Linked DNA regions of Ovis aries: regions 2 and 3 are each linked to region 1. Evidence: chromatin contacts called from public Hi-C data. All regions are on one chromosome and are shown on one strand. The core of a region is the stretch at or near the end of the contact, and the rest is flanking DNA. Distances in the headings are between cores, read along the strand shown.

Region 1 (2,902 bases), core at 20-2,519:
GTAGTTTAATGCTCAAGCATTTATGAAACACAAGACACACCAGCTCACACCCCCATGCAGAGCCGGAAATGATCTTACTTATTCTCCCTGACACTGCCCAAGAGCTGATCCAATGGATTTTTATTTTAGTTTTGTCTTTACCTTTCATGAAGATTGTATACAGGACATAGAAGCGGGGGAAATGACGACCCAAGAAACGATGGTATTTCCCGTTAATCACTTTTGTCTTGGTCACCACATAAGAGATCAAGCTCTTCACATCTGCCTTTGGAGAAAGATGAAGCTTTGAAGACCTACAAGGAAGATGAAAGAGACTATCTGGGAACCAGCCCTGGAACCTGCTTCTCTGCTGCTGCTGCTAAGTCACTTCAGTCGTGTCCGACTCTGTGCGACCCTAGAGACGGCAGCCCACCAGGCTCCCCCGTCCCTGGGATTCTCCAGGCAAGAACACTGGAGTGGATTGCCATTTCCTTCTCCAATGCATGAAAGTGAAAAGTGAAAGTGAAGTCGCTCAGCTGTGTCCAACCCTCAGCGACCCCATGGACTGCAGCCTTCCCGGCTCCTCCATCCATGGGATTTTCCAGGCAAGAGTACTGGAGTGGGGTGCCATTGCCTTCTCCGTGCTTCTCCGCAGGGGTCCGTAAACGTAAAACACAGGCTTCAGAGAATTTATGCTAAGACCTGAAACTTCTGAAATCCAAGGAAGATCTTGAGATCACGGAGAGATAAGCAATTAGACTGAGAAAAACAGATAAGGCAGATAAGAGGCCAGACAAGAATGAATATCGGGGGAGTGGTGAGCCTGGAGAAAGCAGAAGGCCTGAGGGACAATTTGGGCAGCAGGCTAAAGCCAGAGAGGTGAGATCCAGGTAAGCAGCAGAAAAATCTTGAGCCGAAAAAGGTCGGCTCAGGACACGTGGAGAATTCAGGCAACACGCGGCGCTGAGAACTGAGAGGGTCAGGAAGCCAGGTCTCTAGCAGGGATACGAGTGCGACTTCTTAGCAGAATAGAAATCCAGGGGCCAGGGCGTGGAGCCCTGAGAATTAAGACAGCATGCAAACAATATTGAGACACTGGCAGGGCCTGAACGTCAAAAATGTTTTTCTCTCTCCAAGTCCCTCACCGAGGGGCCCCCCAGGTCAGGCCAGAGCGAACAAACTGCAGCCTTCGGACGACATATAGTCCAGGGGGCACCGCCGAACCCCACAAAGCAGCCCGAGCCCAACACACTCTGGACAGCGCCATCTTCACAGCGAGGGAGGGGCAGACAGGGAAAAGTCGTCTTCAGGTCAAAGTTCCTGAACGTTGCGTTCCTTCGCCGACGCATGCGCCTTTCCTGAGAGCTCATTGGTAACCATAGGCCGCTCTCCTCGCGCGCCCCCGCGGCGAGCCGTGGACGCGAAGGCTAAGAGCGGAAGGAGGTTTGGGATTGGATGCCACCAGCACTTCCTGGTTTAGAGGCGCCGGAACCGGGCTATCCCAGAGGGAGCGAGGGAGTATCTGCCCTTGGTTGGGATGTGGTTCTGCGAAGTTCGCTCTTGGAGGGTCTGGTGACCCCTGGAGCAGCTCTAGGGCCTATAGGTTTCCTGGCACCGTCGCCCTTGTTTTCTGTCCGCGTGGCGCCAGGCTTTGGGGCTTTGGCGCGGCAGGTGCCAGAGGTCAGTTAGGCGCGGCCTCTGGCCACGGCTCCTCCTTGGTCCTGGGAGGACCCCCGGCGCCCTCTAGTGCCAGTCAAGGTCTGGCCGCGAAGGTTGGCGGTCTGGGAGCGGCCCCTGCGTGGACCACTTACGGCGTTCCCTTTTGTGGGCTTTTTTCAAAGTAGGTCTGTGGGAATAATGTCTTTCATTAAGTGCCTCCTGAAGACCAAGCTTGAGTCTCAACCTTAATGGCACTTTTGTGAGAGGCTGGCTCTGACCAGAAGGACATGCATTTTCTCCCATTACCCCCCGTAATTTCTTTATAGCATTTAACCACATCGTTTATACGTTTGTTTCTTTTGACCAGGTGCCTGAACCAGCCTGAGGACAAGCACCTTCTTGCCTTAGTTACTGTTGTACTGTACCGCCACCGCTAGATGTCATGCCTGTCGCCTGAAGTGAAGTCGCTCAGTCGTGTCCGACTCTTTGCGATCCCTTGGACTGTAGCCTACCAGTCTCCTCCGTCCATGCAATTTTCCAGGCAAGAGTACTGGAGTGGGTTGCCATTTCCTTCACCAGAGGATCTTCCCGACCCGGGGATGGAACCTGGGTCTCCCGCATTAGTAGTTGCCCAATAAACATGTTTGACTACATTCATTAATCCCTGAAATTGTGAGGGATTGCCAGAAGTGATGTTGCAGGAAAGGGGAACCCCAGCTAGGAGCAGAGAGTGGGTTTTCATCTAATAATCGGAAATGAATTGTATGAGGAGATACATACGCTGACAAAGCAAGATACTTTATTAGGTAAGGGCGTCTGGACAGAGAGCAGCAGGGTAAGGGAACCCAGAACTGCTCTGCCACTTGGCTCAGCCTCAGGTTTTATGATGATGGAGTTAGTTTTCTGGTTGTCTCTGGCAGATTATTCTAAGGGTCCTTTCTGGTGGCACATGCATCACCCAGCCAAGATGGATTCCAGTGAGAAGGATTTGGAGAGGTTGGTAGGACTTATGTGAGGCAGGAAATGGATGGGCTTCAGTCTAGGCATTTACAGTTGGGCTACTGTTCAGCTTCCTGGGATGAGCGCCATTCATCACCAGGTGCCTATACATTTCCTGAAGCAAAAGACAAATGGGCTCTAGGACTACATATTTAAGACCGGACTCCTATCTATGTTTTGAGATCTCAGCAACAGGAATAGGGTAAATAACCAGACATTAGGCATTTTTATGGCAGGGACCGAGTGGGACTAAACCCTATTAAAA
Region 2 (3,143 bases), core at 29-2,528, 390 kb after region 1:
AGCTTGCGAAACACCATGTTTCATGTTTAATTAGTATCCTTCACTGAGCAGTTAATTCCTCAAAATTTTATTTGATTGCTTATTTATGATGGCAGTGGGTAGTGGGGAAAGAAATTGTGACTTTTTTCTTTTTAAAATTCATTGTAGGTGTTTTTGTTTACTGTTTTATCAACTAAGTCTAAGCTTTCTTGCACATCTTATGATTTAAAAAAATTTTTTTGTTGGCAAGTATTTTTTCAGAGTTGATGGTAAATTCTAAGAATTGTCATCTGATAAAAAAAAAAATTGCTCTCATATTCAGGTTTTTTCCAAAAGAAAGTATTACTTTATCATAGCTAAAATCCTAAATTTTCTTTGGTCTGCTTGATCTTTCATTTGGGGAGTTAAAGTACCATTTATAAACTTCTAAAAGAGATACTACAGTCTGATATGTTATTTATGGCTTCATGTAGTAAACATAAAAACACGGACTGGTTCCAGACTGAATTCATTATAGTGGTTTCCTTCAGGGAGGAAAATTGGACTAGGGAAAGATGAGTTTTATCTGTGCATTTTTTCCTCTTCAGAAAATGAGCTGAAGGCAACAAAATGTTAACATTTATTAATTCTGAATGGTGCATGTACAAGGATTTGATATGGTAACGTGTAGTTTTCTGTGTAATTTTTAAAGTTTGTAAAACTTGTGATTTTTTAGAACGGAGGTTGCCATCTAGTGGACACATTTAAATAGATCTTTAAGAATCTGTGCTATTCGAGTGCAGATTCAGTGAAGCTTTTCAGACTTTCCAGCACACGTTAAGAAGGTACGCTCTAGGTTAAGACCACAGCCTGGAGTTGATCAAGTTTAGGTCCAAACACCGGTTTTGCTATTTACCATGTAACCCTGGGTAAAGTAACATTAGGTATAGAATCTGCCTGCAGTGCAGGAGACCTGGGTTTGATCCCTGGGTCAGGAAGATCCCCTGGAGAAGGAAATGGCAACCCACTCTTCTTCTTGCCTGGAAAATCCCATGGACAGAGGAACCTTGTGGCTCAGCTGGTAAAGAATCCATGGGTAGACCTCGCTTTGATCCCTGGGTTGGAGAGGGTAAAGGCTGGAGAAGGGAAAGGCTACCCACTCCAGGATCCTGGCCTGGAGAATTCCATGGACTGTATAGTTGGTTGCAGAGTCAGACACAACTGAGTGAGTTTCACAGTCCGTGGGGGTCGCAGAGTCGGACACGACTTAGTGACTAACACAACAGGGCACTCCTTTAAACCAGGTAAGGACTGCCCTAGACTGGGGGTACAGAGAAGCATAAGATGCAGTCTCCCCTTCAAGTTTTAAAATAAAGGTGTGTGTTGTTGGGGGTAAGGGTATATGTGCTGTTTTATATTGGTTAGGGGGTAGGTTTAAATCCCAGATCCCTGTTTATTATTACTCATATAACCTTAGTTGGGTATTAATGTCACCCTGTGAGACTGTTACTTACCTGAGTTCCGTAAGAGACCAACTCTGTCTGGTCTGTCACTCTTCCTGTAATGCTTGGCATGGAAAAGGCCTTCAGTAGGTTTCTTCTGAATGAATGTCTACTTTAATAGTTTCTTATGCATATTAATTACTCAATAAATAGTAGATGTTAAGGAAATGGTAAAACTGTACATGTTATTATATAGGTAACTCAATTTTGTAATAAATGTATGTTAAAACATACTTATCGAAGGCAGCAAATTATCACATATATCCATCAGTTCTGAGGAAAAGGATCTCAACCATGAAATGGCAAAGACTTGGTCTCTAATCCCTGTCTGTGTTTGCTGTAAAGAAAGGTACATGAATAAAGGGACTGAGTTACTAAAATCTCTTAAAAAAAAAAAAATTAAATGGCCTACACCGTCAACCGACTCTCTCGAAGGTTTCTGCCAAGGACTTCCCTGGTGGTCCAGTGGTTAGGACTCCATGGGGGGCATGGCTTCGGTCCCTAGTCAGGGAACTAACATTCCGCACGCCACTTTGCATGCTGCAGGGCATGGCCAAAAAAATATACTTCTGCAAAACACTGCCTACAGTGAGCTTCTGAATTCTACAACCTTGATTTAAGTGTTCCTTTCCTTTCTTTATAGGAAGAAGTTTTTGGGGAAAAAAGGCAATATTTGTTAAAAAATAAAAACCAAATTTGAGTAACAGTAAATAATATGATTACTGCAATTAGACTGTGATATACTTTGACATTTTCTTTCACTATAACCTATGACTTTTCCTTTAACTTAGTCAAATTCACTCAGATTTTATCATTTCAGCATCTGGGAATCTGAATTGCAATTATAACTGTATAGTTCCAAGGCATAATTAATATATGTTTTAACTAGAGAAAAACATAGCCAGTCATTTTAAAATAGTAATTGCTGAATGAAAAAACAAATATGGTAAGATTTCTGAAGCTTTAACACATGTCCATTCTTCATAGAATAATAAAGGGATAGTCAATAAAAATAAAGGGATTAAAAAAAAATCTTATATGCTCAAGGATGCATTTGTGGGCAGTAATGTTATTTCCATCAATGTAACAAACAGTAAGTGATAATTTATTTTTAAATTCAATAGTAAATTGAACTAAGGAAATAATTTCATTGGTCTCTCAAACTTCTGAAATCTTAATTTCAGGCTTGTAGTATAATCACCTTTTAAGTGTCATAAGCCTCATAAATTGGTATGCATTTATGGACTCCTCAGTGGCTTGTCCAGGCCTGTTACATAGAGCTTAACTAAACTAGTGAGCAAGACCCTACACCACAAATGTGTAGGTTGTGGAGAGTTTACAATATTTGTGTAAGTCCAGTTGCTAAGGCACTAAGAGCTAGGCTGCTGGAGCCAAATGTAACATCCACCCAATAAACTAACTTTTAAAACACTCTTGATATAACCCACTGACCCCATACCCCTAATATTCTTTAGCCTGATGGGCCACTATTTTGAGACTCAGGCTTTAGGATAGTGATAGACAGAAGTAATTCCACTGGTGTTCAGACTTTTCTTTCTTTTCATAAACTGCTGACAAATCAACAAAAAAAGTCCCATTTTAAAAGACCCTGACCCTGTTAATGAAAAATTTTATTAAAATTAACAGATTTATCAATTAAAATTTCTACATGACAGGCCCCTA
Region 3 (2,896 bases), core at 98-2,597, 460 kb after region 1:
AGCCAGCTTTAGAAACAGGAAAATTCAGGCGCAAGAAAACATCCTATTTTAGAGCTGACAATTCAGTAGTATCAATATAAATAAATGGGATGACAGGTGAAGGGGAAAAAAACACGTTGAGGGTACTACCACCTACTGGTGATATAGCAGCACTGCACAAATGTATCAGACAAACCGTCAAAGTTAGTAGCAAATTCAATAGAACATATTCGTCTTTAAGAACACCGTACTGATTCTAATTGAGACAGAGGAAAACTGCATATTATAGTCTATAGGAAAAACAGCATTTAAATAAAACTGCATACATCTGTTCATAATGAAATTTTCGGGATGAAATTATTTTTGCAAACATAAGCAAATATACTTCGCAGTGATAAAACAAATACATCACAAAAGAGGCCAGTTTGGCGAAGATGCTTGCCAAATTTATGCTGAATTAAGCCTCAGAAACGGAAAGGATCCGGATGACTATTAGCCCATTACGCCTCAAAAGTTGACAGAACAACTAGTCATTGACATCTACAATAATAGTAGAGAGATCAAGCGGGATGCTCCACGGCGAAGTGGATGCTCTGAAATACCATGCTTAGTTTTGTGATACAGGAGGAAATAGAAGAGAACGTATTCTCGGTTTGAACGTCTGTCCGTTGGTAAACAGACGAGTTCTGTCACTCCACACTACCTTCCCATGACTGCTTCGTGTATGATTATTCTACCGTATGTCTCCCCACTGGACTGGAAGGTCCCGGATGATAAGGGTTGGCTCTGGCCCAACAGCGAGCGGTCCGGGCCCCGCACCCCGAGGGCGCCGGGCACGCTCTACGGTCTTCGGCGAAGATAACCGGTCTCTGGCGGCGCTCGGCGGACGACGCGCGGAGGCCAAGGCCATGCTGCCCTCCCCACGGCTCCCGTCCCAACCCCGAGACCTTCGACAGAGGGCTCTCGCCTTGGGCCGCAGAGGCGGCTTCAGAGGCGAAAACCGCCCCGCGGCGGGAGGTCTTCGTTTTAATTTTCATTGGGGGACAGCAGGCGGGAGGGAGGGAAGAAGACACCGCCGACTGAAGGGGCGCAGCAGGCCAGGCAACGAGAACCGGAAGCGCGCCCCGCCGGGGGAGAGCGAGCAGCCCCTCCCCCTTCCGCCAAGCGCCCTCCGCGCCCCTCCCCCACCGCAGCCGCCCCGCGCGACCCCCACCAGACGCGTGACCCGCCTCGGCGTCCCCGCGGGGGCCGCGTCCCGGCGCCCTCCTCTTGCCCGGGGACACGGGAGCACGTCCCCACCCGCCTCCCCCGCCCCCTGCTTACCTGTGGCTGCTGCCTTGCCGCTGTCCGGGGCGGGGAACTTCCACTCCCCCCTCCCAGGTGGATCCGAATTCACTACCCACTTCCCCACCCCCTCACGCGGCGGGGGACGTGCCTCTTTCTTAGGGGTCAGGCGGGGCGGGGAGAATCAGTGTCACTTAACAGCCAACTGTCCTAAGCTACCGTTTCCTCGGCAGTCAGGGCCGCCACTGGCGGCATGATCTACACCAGGCCGGGGGCGGGGGAGTGAAGGGGGGCAAAACTGAGTAACAGAGCGTGGGGGGTGAGGTTAGGGCGGTCCTTCCGTGAGGGCGCCGTCCTACGTCACCGCGTTGCGCACGTGACGCGCCGCCATCTTGTGCCGAGGTATCCCGGGATGGCGAGTTCGTGTTGCAAAGGTGTTATTCTGGCGAGAGTTGGGCGTGGCGTTACCTGCAGTTCCTTTTAGCTTCAGGAGCTGTCTTCACTGCTCCCAGATGTCTGTTTTCAGAGGCCAGCACCCGCTCGGGGGCTCAAGAGGCCGCTCGGCCTGAGGTAGTTTTCTTCGGTTCGTGGCGTCAGTCTCAGCTCGGCTCCTACTTGGTGCGGCCCAGAGCTGTCGTCCGGGCTTTGACCCACGCCTGACCTGCCGCCTGTTGTAGACAGAGTGACTTGAAGCCTGAAGGCTTGTCCTCAGTTTTTCTTACCACTCAGACTAATGTTAATCCCATAAAACGGCGTTAAGAGTTGTATCTTTAATCACACATGAAAGGATTAAAAGCCACACCCGCAAGGTGTCGGCAGGGTGTGTTAGTGTGTCACGCTGAAGCACAGATTTAGCCCAACTTAAACTAGAGAAAAGTTATAGTACAATCGAGTGTTGTAAAATAAAATCACACCGGGAATTTCCTGGCGGTGCAGTGGTTAGGATTACGCGCTTCCACTGCAGGGGAAGCAGGGCTCCATCTCTGGTCTGGGATCTAAGATCGCGCAAGCCGCGCAACCCGACCAAAAAAATAATAATACAATGACACCGTCGTTCTGATACATTACAAAAAGCTTTTTAAACTTTTTTTTAATGACTGTCTACTTTTCTGGAGAAGGGATTATTCTGATACATCTGAATTTTTTTGTTTATCCATTTCCTTGCAAATGTTCTTTGCTGACTTTCTGGAGATAATAAATGATAAACATTTTAATTTGCTCTTGACAAAAAGTTCCATAATTTTTCTAAAATTTTCCTAGCTTGAGATCTCCACGTAGGCAACTTGAGTCGATAGGGCCCTTCCCTTTTGACCTTTAGGGCCGGATAATGTGATTTAATTATCACATTAAATTAGGGCCAGATAATGTGCTTTTAAAGCTCAAGTTACTCTGTGCCAAACTGTGCCAGACTCTCCTAAAAACTCACTAATGTTTATCCATTGTCATTCATTCAGGAAAACACTGACTACCTATTAAAACCCACAACAGTTAACTGCCCGAGGTTTATTTGTTTTTGGCAGAGCCCTGTGGCTTGTGGGATCTTAGTTCTCCCAACCAGGGAACCCAAATCTCCTGCATTGGAAACACAAGGTCTTAACCACTGAACCACCAGGGAAGTCCCCAATTGCCCTTA

Evidence for each region. Hi-C and Micro-C count contacts between places; a contact is called where the count stands out from the background.
Region 2: a Hi-C map of mesenteric adipose tissue shows a contact between it and region 1, with 3 times the contacts expected there. The contact joins the enhancer-like site here to the promoter of LETMD1 in region 1. A contact is called at or near these places in 3 of 16 Hi-C or Micro-C datasets (mesenteric adipose tissue and tail adipose tissue).
Region 3: a contact with region 1 is called in a Hi-C map of skin fibroblasts, with 4 times the contacts expected there. The contact joins the promoter of ATF1 here to the promoter of LETMD1 in region 1. A contact is called at or near these places in 2 of 16 Hi-C or Micro-C datasets (blood and skin fibroblasts).

The regions. Positions count from the first base shown.
Region 1 is chr3:135,128,375-135,131,276 of ARS-UI_Ramb_v3.0, forward strand. It overlaps LETMD1 (LETM1 domain containing 1), which reads right to left and starts at 1,270. Exons shown (of 9, transcript XM_012174274.5): 1 at 1,125-1,270; 2 at 142-293. The coding sequence starts at 1,246. LOC105610932 (a long non-coding RNA gene) reads left to right here and starts at 1,443. Exons shown (of 2, transcript XR_001039124.4): 1 at 1,443-1,819; 2 at 2,006-2,902.
Region 2 is chr3:135,522,618-135,525,760 of ARS-UI_Ramb_v3.0, forward strand. No RefSeq gene overlaps it. Among named protein-coding and RNA genes, the nearest start is that of TMPRSS12, 26 kb to the left of the region's middle. Within about 2 kb of position 1,279, at least 1 of the 54 cell types and tissues checked has an H3K27ac peak or open chromatin away from gene starts, as enhancers often do.
Region 3 is chr3:135,586,369-135,589,264 of ARS-UI_Ramb_v3.0, forward strand. It overlaps ATF1 (activating transcription factor 1), which reads right to left and starts at 1,348. Exons shown (of 7, transcript XM_060412607.1): 1 at 1,303-1,348.